2 separate regions of the Canis lupus genome follow, and region 1 is linked to region 2. Evidence: chromatin contacts called from public Hi-C data. All regions are on one chromosome and are shown on one strand. The core of a region is the stretch at or near the end of the contact, and the rest is flanking DNA. Distances in the headings are between cores, read along the strand shown. Region 1 has its middle 120 kb from the start of KRAS. Region 2 holds the start of ETFRF1 (electron transfer flavoprotein regulatory factor 1).

Region 1 (5,678 bases), core at 1,537-4,036, 160 kb before region 2:
TGGAGCACTTGGCACTCCTGTAAGAGTTCTGGATTATTTGCCCCAGGCTTACACAAGGACAGAGGCCTCTCCAGCCCTGGAGAGTACTTGAGCTTTTTCTAAATACATTTTTTTTTCAGCATAATAATAAACTCTATTTCCATTTCTGCCTCTGCAACTGAGAATTGAGAACAACGGAATAATCCGTGATCATTATCTGTATGTTTCTATAAAGGGTGGTAAAGTGCTTATTGTGAAGAACACAGCTGAAATGCCCATATTAGCATTTACAGCGGGAGACATGCACCTCCCTTATCGCTTCATTTGTGGTTTACCAGTTATCCTCTTACCTCCTACTGACTCAAAGCTGTACCAGCAGCTACCCTCCGAATGTTCCTTCCTCAAGATGAGCCTCTCTAAAAAATGAGAGCCAGTGCAAGTGGCAGCTGAGATGTGCAGCTTTCAACTTACACAGTTACTTGGAGCTTTTTAAAAATCTCTTTTCATCTGGGCATACTAATAAGGAAACCAACAAATGAATTAGCAGGAAAAAAAGTAACATTAAAAAAACTTAAGGGAAAGGGAAAATACTGTATAAATGCAATAAATATACAGATACTACAATAAAATGGCAGTCTTAATAGCAAAGAGATGATTACCAAGAAGGCAGAGATTATAAATGCATTCATACTTGGCTTGGGAAATTAGAAACACTAATTAACACTAATTAAGATGGATGGAAACAAGTTGAGAAGAGAAAGGCTGGTGTAAGATGATTGCAAGTAGACGGTCACCAAATCAACTTTGATGATTCACACTAAAATTATTGGAAAAAGCATTTCGATGATTAAGACACTTTTTTCTTACATTAGTCCCTGTGAATGTAGGGAATAATGGTTGTGAAGCAAGTCCGTCTTTTGTTCTAATGTGGATTTTAAAGCATAAACCGACTCGCAGTACCATGGGCACACCCCAAGTGTTTTACTTTTCAGGCGCATTGCCCATAATCCGTTTGGCAGCAGGGGGCGCTCTTCTGTTAAAATCCGAAATTTCTTTTTAAAAAGCTTTTAGGGTAGCACTTGCTTTAGCATCCAACGAACAGCAGTTAAAGTATCGTTTTCAAACAACGAGAGTACGTTTGAGCTTTGGGCTTCATTTAGGGGAGAAGGATAGCAAAGTGTAACGTTTATGAAATAGATTTTAATGAGAGCGTTGGTTTTAGCGCATGCTTACTCTCTTCTGAATAAATGTATTCATCCCGCCAATATTTACTGAGGTGCAAGATCCCAGCCTATGGATCTTCCAGCAGCCATCCCCTGGGGCTTGGATAGTGTTGTTACAGGAAGGCTTGGAACTTTAGAAAATGCTGTGTGCGCTTTCAGGGAAGAACATCTTAAAACAAAGAGAAGGAATTAAGTCATCACCTTTATCCCACTCAGATGTAAAGAATTCACTGTGTAAAATAGATCCTACCCAAGGTGTTTGGAACAAACAGCAGAAAGTCCCCACCCTCAGTTCACAACCTGCAGAGATAAATGATTTTGAAACATCCGACTATGAATATATGACACTATCTGCATTTTTCCTCGCCTGATCTACAGCTCTTTTCTGGACAGAACCTTCTGTGCCCTTCTACAGTCCACAACATAGGATTGCTTCCTGGTTTGCAAACCGTGGTCGGTTCCTCCCTCCCTGACCTTCCCCACCACCGGCTCCCAGAGCGAACCAACCCCGGGCAGGGTCAAGTTGCTGCACATTTTCAATTGCTACAAGAGATTCTCTTCTGCAAGAACCGTGGGGAAAGTTTCCGGATAGCCGTTTGGATTAGCTAACTGGCTCATTTAAAAAAAAAAAAAAAACTAAAGACTGAAACGAGGAGGCATCCTACATCTTGCATCTTCCGAACCCTCCTTGTTTCATTTTCAAGCTCATGAGGTCTTCTCAGTGATCATGTATGCAAAAGCCATTTTTGAACACCCCAAGTCGCAAGTCATTGGACAGGACTCTCGATGCGAGTCGCACTCCCACGTGGTGCCTCTGCGATCCACCTTGAGCGTTTGCTCGGGTTATAAACCCTTAAAACTTGGTGCCTTTTCTTTCGGATAAAAGCAAAAAAAAAAAAAAGTCTAAAAGGGCGGGCCTCCGGCTTCCCCAAAGTGATCCTTCTGGGAAGCAATCTGCATCCCGCAGCACTGCTGCACCGCCCGAGACCTACAGGGCCCGCAGCGCTGGCGGCGCCGCCCGCCGCCCGGCCGCCCCGCAGCCCCTCCGCGGTCCCCGCGCGCCGCCGGCGGAGGAGGGGCGCTCGCGGCCGAGGTCGCCGCCCGGTTGAGCAATCCGCCTATGCAAATAAGCAGGATCACGACAGCCAATGGGAGGCCGCCTCTGCCCTGACGCGCGCGCCCCGAGCCCGTAGTATTTATAGATCGTATTTAAAGAGCCCTTGGGAGTCTCCCCGGGCTCGGCTGGGCGGCGGCGGCGGCGGCGGCGGCGGCGCATTTAGCCCGGCGCGTGCGGTGGCGGAGCGGTCGCTGCCGGTCCCATCCCAGTGGGGGTGTCGGACGTGGGGGGGCGTCCGAGCACGCTCCGCGGCGGTTTTTACCCACTTCCCAGCCTCGGTGTCTGGAGAGGGGGAGGAAATGCTGCAGCTTCGGCAATAGTTTGACTTAAAACAAAGGCAGGGATGTGGGATCTCCCAGCCCCCGGGGCGGGCGCGCGGGGGGGGGGTGGCTGAGAAGGGGGCAGAACGTTTGAACCGACCCCGCCCCGGCCCCACACTTGAGCCCCGAGCGGGCGCCGTTTCCTGGCGCTGGGCTGTGCTCCGCAGAGGGCGGCCTTCCTGGGGGGAGGGGAGGGCGATAGGGCCCGAAAAGCCCAAAGCCGTGGAATTCGGGGGCGGGGCTAGTGGGCCAGTCAAAGCGTCCTCGCGGAAAATAAATGGCAAGATAGTGGCAATGATGATCTCGGCGCGCGGTCGGCGGATCTCCAGGCTCCCCGCCAGCGGGCTGCACGCTGCAGCGCGAGAGCAGGAAGCTGGCATTACGTCAGAGCAGCGGAGAGCCCCGAAGTGCAGCCGTTGCGTTTGCAGGGCTGGCCGGCTTCCTCCCCCACATTTCCCCCTTTGAGTTCTTGGAGAGGCCTGGCCGGCCGCGGCCCGGGGTGCTGGGCGCTGCGGGGCTTCGCCGCAAAAGGGGAGGGGGGCGTCCGGGCAGCCCCGAGCTGCTGCGCGTCGCCCTCCCCCGCCGGCTTCTTAGAAGCCACAGCCAATTCCTTTCGAAGGTAGCCCGGCGCTCAGCTGGAGGTCCTAAATTCCGGGGGGGCGGGGGGGCGGCGCGGAGGGCTGGGCTGCTGTCCTGGGGCGGCGCCGGCGCACGTCGACCCCAGCCGAGGGGCGGCTGGTGGAGGAGAAGGCCCAGCCACGTGTAGGAAGGGACGAGGGCCCCCCACCCCCCCACCTTGTCAGGGCCTGGGCACAGGAAACCATCATCTGGGGCCGGGTCAGCGCTCCTTCGACCCCTCCTGACCGACGTGAACCGGCAGAGTGTTGTGAATGAGCACAGTTTTGCCTTTGGGCGTGTGGAGCGGGCCGCGAGCTTCACCTGCGCCGCTGCTCCTCCGCTCCCCGGGTCGGGGTCATTACGAGGTAACCTTGGCAACCGGTTCCAGGCTCCGGCCCGCTCCACCCCTGGGCAAAGCTTAACACGCACACAAAAAAGGTGGTGACGATAGCTAATGATTGTTGACTGTTCTGTGCAAATGCAGCTTGCTCAGGGCTTTGTCCGACTTTATCTCCCAGCAGCTGGATGAGGTGCGTGCGTACTATTATCCCCGGTTTACAGATAAGGAAACCGATTCCAAGAACCCGAGCGTCCACCAGGCAGGGGGAGGGGGACGCGGGCAGCCGGACTCCAAAGCCCACAGCGTTAACCTCTCTGGGCCACCTGGAGGGTGGAGGGGAGACGACTGTGGTCTGGGGGAGCTTCCAGGCCCACCGCGCCCCGCACCTTTATTCAGCCCTGATATCCTATGCACTATAATAAACCTGCCCTGGTCATGAGGCACCTGGCCGGCTTAGTCAGTGGAGCACGTGACTCTTGATCTCAGGGTGGTGAGTTCTAGCCCCGTGTTGGGGGTGAAGATTACTTAAAAACCAACCCAAACCTAGTCTTGGTTAAACTGGTGGGTGTCATGTGGCAGGCTTAGCAGGTTTAGTCTCTTTAGATAAGAGAGATCTTGGGAAAACCCAAGTTACCTAAGCTAATTTTCTCATTTGCCCTGTTTGCAACAGTATCTTATAAACTGTTTAATGATTAACTTTATATAGCACCTCATTTTTAGCGCAGGCCATTGGATAATGTGAAATCCTTTTCTCCCCATTAAGCTTATAGGGAATCGAAAGAACTGAGTGAGATTATCATGTAAATAAGGATTGAGGCCACGTTCAGAATTAGCACAGAGCCTAAATCAAGGTCAGAGGAGTCTGGTCTTTGTTTTCCCTGTTGGTTGCCTTATCCTCTTCTCTAGCATCTGGGCAACGGAGCGAGCAGGGAAGGGAAACTGCCTGTGCTTTTGGAAGATTGTGATTAGTGTCTGGGAAGGGAAATCCAAACGAGGAAAGGCTTATAAGGACCTGCTTATACAACCACAACTGTGTACACAGGTATACTTGGGAGATACTGCAGATTCAGTTCCAGATCATTGCAATAAAGCAAATGTCATAATAAAGTGAATCAAATTAATTTTTTGGTTTCCCAGTTTATATACAGGTTATGTTTGCACTATACTGTAGTCTGTTAAGTGTGCAATAGCATTATGTCAAAAAAAATGTTTTCACATTTAGAACTTAAAATATTCTATTGCTGAGGCACCTGGCTGGCTCAGTCAGAGGAATATGCAACTCTTGGTCTCAAGGTTGTGAGTTCGAGTGCCACGTTGGGTATAGAGATCACCTGAATAAAATAAAATACTTCATTGCTAAAAATGCTAACCATCAAAAAAATAAATAAAAATAAATAAATAAAATAAAAATGCTAACCATCATCTGAGCTTCCAGCAGGTTGTAATCAGTGATCACAGGTAATAGATACAGATTTATTTAAAAATAAATAAAAATAAATAAATAAAATAAAAATGCTAACCATCATCTGAGCTTCCAGCAGGTTGTAATCAGTGATCACAAGTACAATAATTAAAAGGTTGAAATACTGCAAGAATTAACCAAAATGTGACAAAGACATGAGGTGAACACATGCTGTTGGAAAAACTCTGCCAATAGACTTGCTCGATGCAGGGTTGCCACAAACCTTCAATTTGTATATATTTTAAAAAATTGCAGTATCTTCCAAGTGCAATAAAGCCAAGTGTAATAAAACAAGGTATGCCTATAATAGAAACAAGTAATTTGAAAGCCAGATGCCTGATAGAAGTTGAAGCTCATTTCTGCCCCATCCCAGCTGGAAGGCCTTAGACACGCTGTGAAATGTGGAACCCAGTTTCCTCGTCTGTGAAATGGAAGGTAACCTGCTACACTTCTGATAGCTTTGCTCCTCACATTCTCCTCTGCTACCTCCTCTAGTTCTTTAAATGCTGGTATTAAAAGATCAAAATCCCTGCCCTCTGCTAGGTCTTTGCTCACTTACACTCTTCCCAGATGATTTTATTCAGGCCACCGGCCCTGCTACCATTGGAACCCTTCTCTC
Region 2 (5,778 bases), core at 1,449-3,948:
CTCTCTCATTTTTCCAGTTTATTTTTATATCCCTTCACTGAAGATCAGTGGAGTTTTGAAAGGGAATGAAATTAGAAGGGTTCATTTTTAAACTACTATATTAATAGCTAATTTCAATTCAAAAAAATTTTTTTTCCCTGAGAGCCAGTTTCCAGTGGTTTAATCTTATTGAAGAATGGCTCTTAAGAATCACATGCTTTAAAAATGATTCTAAATCTACACAGACATACTGTCAAATTGCAAATTATAGCCTGTTTAATTTTCTGGCAAGGAACACAGCTTTAACTCCAAATTTGTAATTTGTTAAAGCTTAAACTGTCCTTTTAAGCTATTGCCTTTTTAAAAAATCATACATAATAGAGGATTAGCCCAGCAAAAAAAATGTAGCTGGTTTGACTAGAGCAAAATTGTCTTGTTCTTTGATATGCTGATTTACAGAAATTAAGGCAGTTTATCATTATTATTTTATGTTGTCCTTCAGGCATTTAAGTTTATTAGCCATTCGGAGAAAGTTCACTCTGGGTTCACAATTGGTGAAATTAAAATGCAGCAGGGACCTGGGGCTGCTCCTTAACCCTACATGAAGTTATGGAGGTTACTTGTAAAGAGCCAAACTATTAGGCTGAGAGAAGCCCCCTATCATTCTGAGACAGTGTGTGGTGGGCAAGGGGAAGAAGCAACAATCGCCACTGATAGCTTTTTTCCAATGACTGTGAGCTAAGGAGTTCAGACTTAACTAACTCCAGTCCTGGGTTAACTATGAATTGTCATTTTACTGGTGGCCAAAGCTGTTGTTAATTCTTCCTCATGAAGTTCGGATGGCAATAAAAGCTGAAGGAAAACGGGCAGAGAAAAGCAGTGCAATGTTACTGTTTATTGGTTTCTGGTAGATTTTGACTTCAAACAGCTTCAAACAGGAAAGTGTGTTTTCCCGAATTGGTTAAGCCTAAAAAAGCTTCATGTAAAAAACTCTTAACACCAGATCCAAAGGATAGGTCATCAGAACTAGGTGTCAAAAGATTTTTACGCCTTAAGACTGACATTTGGCTTGGTCAAGGCATCCTAGGAAGCCAGATTATAGGAGTTGAAAGGAGCATAGTATCCCGAATGGGTGGATACTATGCCTGTCTGAAGGCAGAACAGGAAACCGCCCTTTCACTTAGCAGCTTGCAAGAAAAGTCCTAGAGGAGAACCAAAGTCACGGGGATAGTTTTTACAGCATAGTGTCCCTAAAACAGTCTAGTATGTTCTTTTTAACACATCACTAGCAATCCCTCCTCCCTAGGAGGGAGGTGGCTTAGAGTGAGAGCGTGACCAAGTCCTCTTCCCTACAGGTAATTTCGCCCATCAATCCAAATTGAGTTGACTGAGGTTTTATAAACACTAGAACAAAAACTCACTTCCATAGCAAATGGCTTCAAACTTTATATGAAGTGGACATTAAGATGTTTTTTATTTTGCAGGGGTTGGGGGATGGGATGTCATATTTTACAACCTGGATTTCTGTTACAGTGGGAGTAACAACACCTCAGCCCACAAAGACTGGCTCAGTAATACTTATTTACTAATACATGTAGTCAATAAAGTTGAAAGGGAGAGAACATTATAAAACTACAATTCAGAGATAAGAAACGGATGCCAGTGATTTTAAAGTATTCCATGTTGGAACGCCCGGGTTGCTCAGCGGTTGAGCGTCGGCCTTTGGCTCCAGGGCGTGATCCTGGAGTCCTGGGATCGAGTCCTGCATCGGGCTCCAGGCATGGAGCCTGCCTCTCTCTCTCTCTCTCTCTGTGTCTCTCATGAATAAATAAATTAAAAAAAAAAAAAGGTATTTGATGTTTTGTCTTGCTAAAACATGGCCCTAAAGTCAAAGAATTGAGATTTTGGAGGAGCTTAATTTCTTAATTTCTTCTAGTTTTCCTGCTGGTCTAAGTTGCCAGTGGTTTACTCATGTGGGGAGGAGACTGAAATTCTGAAGGTTATGCTCCTGGCTGGTACAATCAGCCTGTGACCTTGGGCTGAAGGAGTCTTGCTAGGCCTCAGTGACCTCCAACTGTAGGAAATCCTTTACCCAGGAATTGCTTCAGGTAATTTCCAGTCTTGTTGAAGAGCCGCCCTGAGGAAAAACGGCATGACATAGCTTTGCACAGAAAGTAAACTGCACCCTGTGCAGAGAGAAGAATCCAAAGGTCATTAATTCCAAAATAACCAACCCTCTCAGAACCAAGTGGTTTGCCTCCCTCCCTAAACTGCCAGTCGGGCCCATCCCCCTCCTCGGGCCTAAGCTGCGGTGGAAGAGGCGGCCCCCTCGAGTGGGTGTCAGTCACATCACGCAGTCGCGTAGCCGCCGGCTCCCTTCCTTCTGGAATCCCTCACACACAGATGCGTCCCAACACACTCCTAGTGAGAAAGAGACCGTCAGCGTCGGAAGGCGTTCAGAACCCCCCGTGCCACACCTGACGGGCCCTGCCCAGACCATACTTCACCGCCTCCAGACCCCAGGATCTGGGAAAAGAAAACGCCCCGGCGGCCGCACTCACGCACTTTCCGGCAGGCACAGCCTTTACGGCCTCCGACCGCTTCGACTCCGGGATCTGTCAACCGCAAAGCAGGGTGGGTGTGGGTGTCCGGGAGCCAGTCAGGGAAGGGGGCGGGGCGCCTCCCGGAAGAACCCCAGCGCGATTGCGCGGACCCGTACGTGAGGATTTGCGCCCTTTCCCCTGGGCGCGAGTGGGCGGGGCTTGTCGTCCTGACAACGCGGGAGCGTTCGTCCGCACGACGACTCTGAGCTCCGATTTGGCCGCCTGCAGAGGTTGTGCTCGCTGCAGAATGGTGAGCAAGGAAAAGTGTGTGTGTGTGTGTGTGGGGGGGGGGGGCAGGTGAAGGGGCGAGCAGTGATTCACCCGTGTTAAATGATGTAATAAGAGCCTGACATGTTTTAGAGGGGAGCGGGTGGGTTTAAGAAAGAACCCTTACCCCCGTGGGGAACCAGCCTCCGTGATGTGTGGTCTTCCCGTCCGGGATGAGTCGCAAACCGGCGTTTGCACACGGGACGGTCAGTGCGGTCCAGTAGTGTCCTAACCTCGCACTGCTGCTACGTTTCAGAATTGGCCTCACCTTGGTAATTTCTGAGAATGCTCGACGTTTCCATCAAATTGCTTTTTTTTCATTGGCAGCTTGGCGAAAATGTGTTTTTGCGCCTCCTCGGTAGTTCATGAACAACCGTTGGAATTAACGCTTCTTTGAAAAGTTATTCTATGTGGTCTTTTGTGGGAATACGAATTGCTTTGTGACTCGAGTTACTCCGCTTGCCTTGAATTTATTAAATATAATAAAGCTGCTTGTCTTAATGAACTCCTCAGCTGTCATGTCTTTTTCAAGAACACAGACCAACCTGCCCGTATGAAATTATCTCTGTTCCCATTTTCTTAAACGTGACTTCCGTTTTCTATGATTAAAACCAAAGGAAGTAGGAAATGTATTTAATTCGTTAACTAAGGGGAAATACGGGGTACATTCTTTGCATTTGACACTAGGCTAGAAGTAGGGATCTAAAAATGAATATTACAAACCCTCCCTGCTGTTGGAGACAGGCTAACCAAGTAAGAATACAGGTTTTTAACTGTAATATTGAAATGTCTACAATGGAGTAAGATTAAATTGGAAATGATGAAATTGGGGTGGGAAAGGGCACAGAAAGGGAAGAACAATGCTTTTCAAACTGTGTTTTAAAGTATGAATATGAGTTTACCAGAATTGATGGAGAATGGTCATGTGAGAAGAACCAGAAGTATATGGACATTAAGCTGACTTAAAGCTGCTGATAAATTGAGGGAACAATAAGCCTCTATTTTCCAATGGAACACAAATTTCATCTTATCATTCTAGCAACGTTTTTCAAAATGTTCCTGGAATATTTGCTTCTAACATCTGGAATACTTGTTAAGATTCAGATTCCAGCAACATCCTGGACTCCAAACAAATCTACTGTATTAGTTTCCAGGGCTGCCAAGTAACAAAGTGAAACAAAACGGCTTAAGCAGTAGAAACTTACTGTTGGCTGAAAACTCTGGTGGCTGATAAATCCAAGATCAAGGTATTTCCAGGCCTCTGCTCCTTTTGCAAGTGGAGGCATCTGTTCAGACCTCTTTGCTTGCTTCTGGTAGTTCTTGGCTTGTGGCAACATACCCCCCCACTCGTTATATGGTGTTCTTTATGTGTGCATGTCTGTGTCCATATTTCTCCTTTTTATAGGGATACCAGTTATAGTGGATTAAAGGCTATCCTATTCCATTTTGATCTCATCTTAATTTAACTAATTACATCAACAACAACCCCAGTTCCAAATAAGATAAGATTTGGAGATACCGTGGGATAGGATTTCAATGTACAAATTTTGCGGGGATGCAGTTCAATCCATAATATCTACTGAACCACAATGGGGAGGGAGAAGTGTGTACACTTTTACTGCAGAAATATGCATTTTTTTAACAAGCTCTCTGAACTTTGAGAGCTACAGTTGACTCTTGAATAACACTGATTCACTCTGAACCGCAGGAATCCACTTATAGGCAGATATTTTTAGGCTAAATACAGTCTAATACTGTTAATGTATTTTTAATCATTTTGTTAATAATTCTTTTCTTAAGCTTATTTTGTCATAGTATATAATACATATAACATACAAAATATGTGTTAACTGTTTACGTTATGAGTAAGTCTTCTAGTCAACAATAGGCCATTAGTTAAGTTTTGGGGGAGTTAAAAGTTATATGTGGATTTTTGACTGCATGGGGGTCAGCACTCCAACCCCTGTGTTGTCCAAGGGCCAACTGTACTCTACTACATGATGCTTTTATGATTTGCAGGAGGGGTTAGGATAAGGACATTAAAAGCACTAGTGAGAGATGATAATTTGCCCATCTTAAAACATGGCTACTTGAGAACAGGAACAGCATATTCTGCTATATAGTACTTTTTTCAAGATGTAAGTCTATTAACTATTAATTGATAGCAAATATGATAATAAAAATAGAACCCAATTGTAAAAATTTTATGAGAGCAAAGTCTCTGCTATTCCTCTTTATATCATCTCCAGTGTCCCAGAGCACCCTGTGTGCAAATCACTAATAAATACTTGCTAAATGAATTAATGAAATAAATGTACTTTCAAGAAGATAAAATCTACTGGTTCATGTCAGTTTCAACAATTATATTTAATACAGTGATAATCTTATAGCTTGAACCAGTAATTTCTCCTGGATAGGTCTTCAGATGTGGAATGCACATAATCTCATAGTCACATGATTTCCTACATCTTTTCTCCCTATTAGAAATCTTATGAACTCATGAGCCTAATCAGGAAATTACAAGTAGTATTAATTGAAAAACACATGTAATGATAATCCTAATAAATATTTATTGCAATCCTGGGCTTTCCAAAATAATTTCCAAAGAGGAATAGATCTGCTTTAAAACATGTTGCTGAACAGAATCATTTTATCATAGCTTTGCCTGATTTAAATAACTGACTCTTTGTCTATACAACCAACAATCTAATTTTACAGAAAGATTATTTATTTATTTATTTATTTATTTATTTATTTATTTATTTATTTATTTTTAGAAAGATTATTTATTTATAATTTCCACACTTTCAAATTTGACATCAGTGCCAATATTTAGTCAATCACTTATTGTTCCTTGGAGCCTTTTAAATCAGTACCTCCCTGATTGCTACTCTGGTAGCAGGTAGTGGTAGGTCATTTCATTATATAT

What was found. A called contact is a pair of places that touch in the nucleus more often than the background predicts.
Region 1: a Hi-C map of liver shows a contact between it and region 2, with 3 times the contacts expected there. The contact joins the enhancer-like site here to the promoter of ETFRF1 in region 2. A contact is called at or near these places in 2 of 9 Hi-C or Micro-C datasets (liver and skin fibroblasts).

What each region holds. Positions count from the first base shown.
Region 1 is chr27:24,396,544-24,402,221 of UU_Cfam_GSD_1.0, reverse strand. No RefSeq gene overlaps it. Among named protein-coding and RNA genes, the nearest start is that of KRAS, 120 kb to the right of the region's middle. Within about 2 kb of position 2,786, at least 18 of the 20 cell types and tissues checked have an H3K27ac peak or open chromatin away from gene starts, as enhancers often do. A contact at or near this core is called in liver, where this site is marked.
Region 2 is chr27:24,235,123-24,240,900 of UU_Cfam_GSD_1.0, reverse strand. It overlaps ETFRF1 (electron transfer flavoprotein regulatory factor 1), which reads right to left and starts at 2,698. Exons shown (of 3, transcript XM_038577093.1): 1 at 2,545-2,698. It overlaps CFAP94 (dynein intermediate chain CFAP94, axonemal), which reads left to right and starts at 2,675. Exons shown (of 16, transcript XM_038577082.1): 1 at 2,675-2,832. The coding sequence starts at 2,830.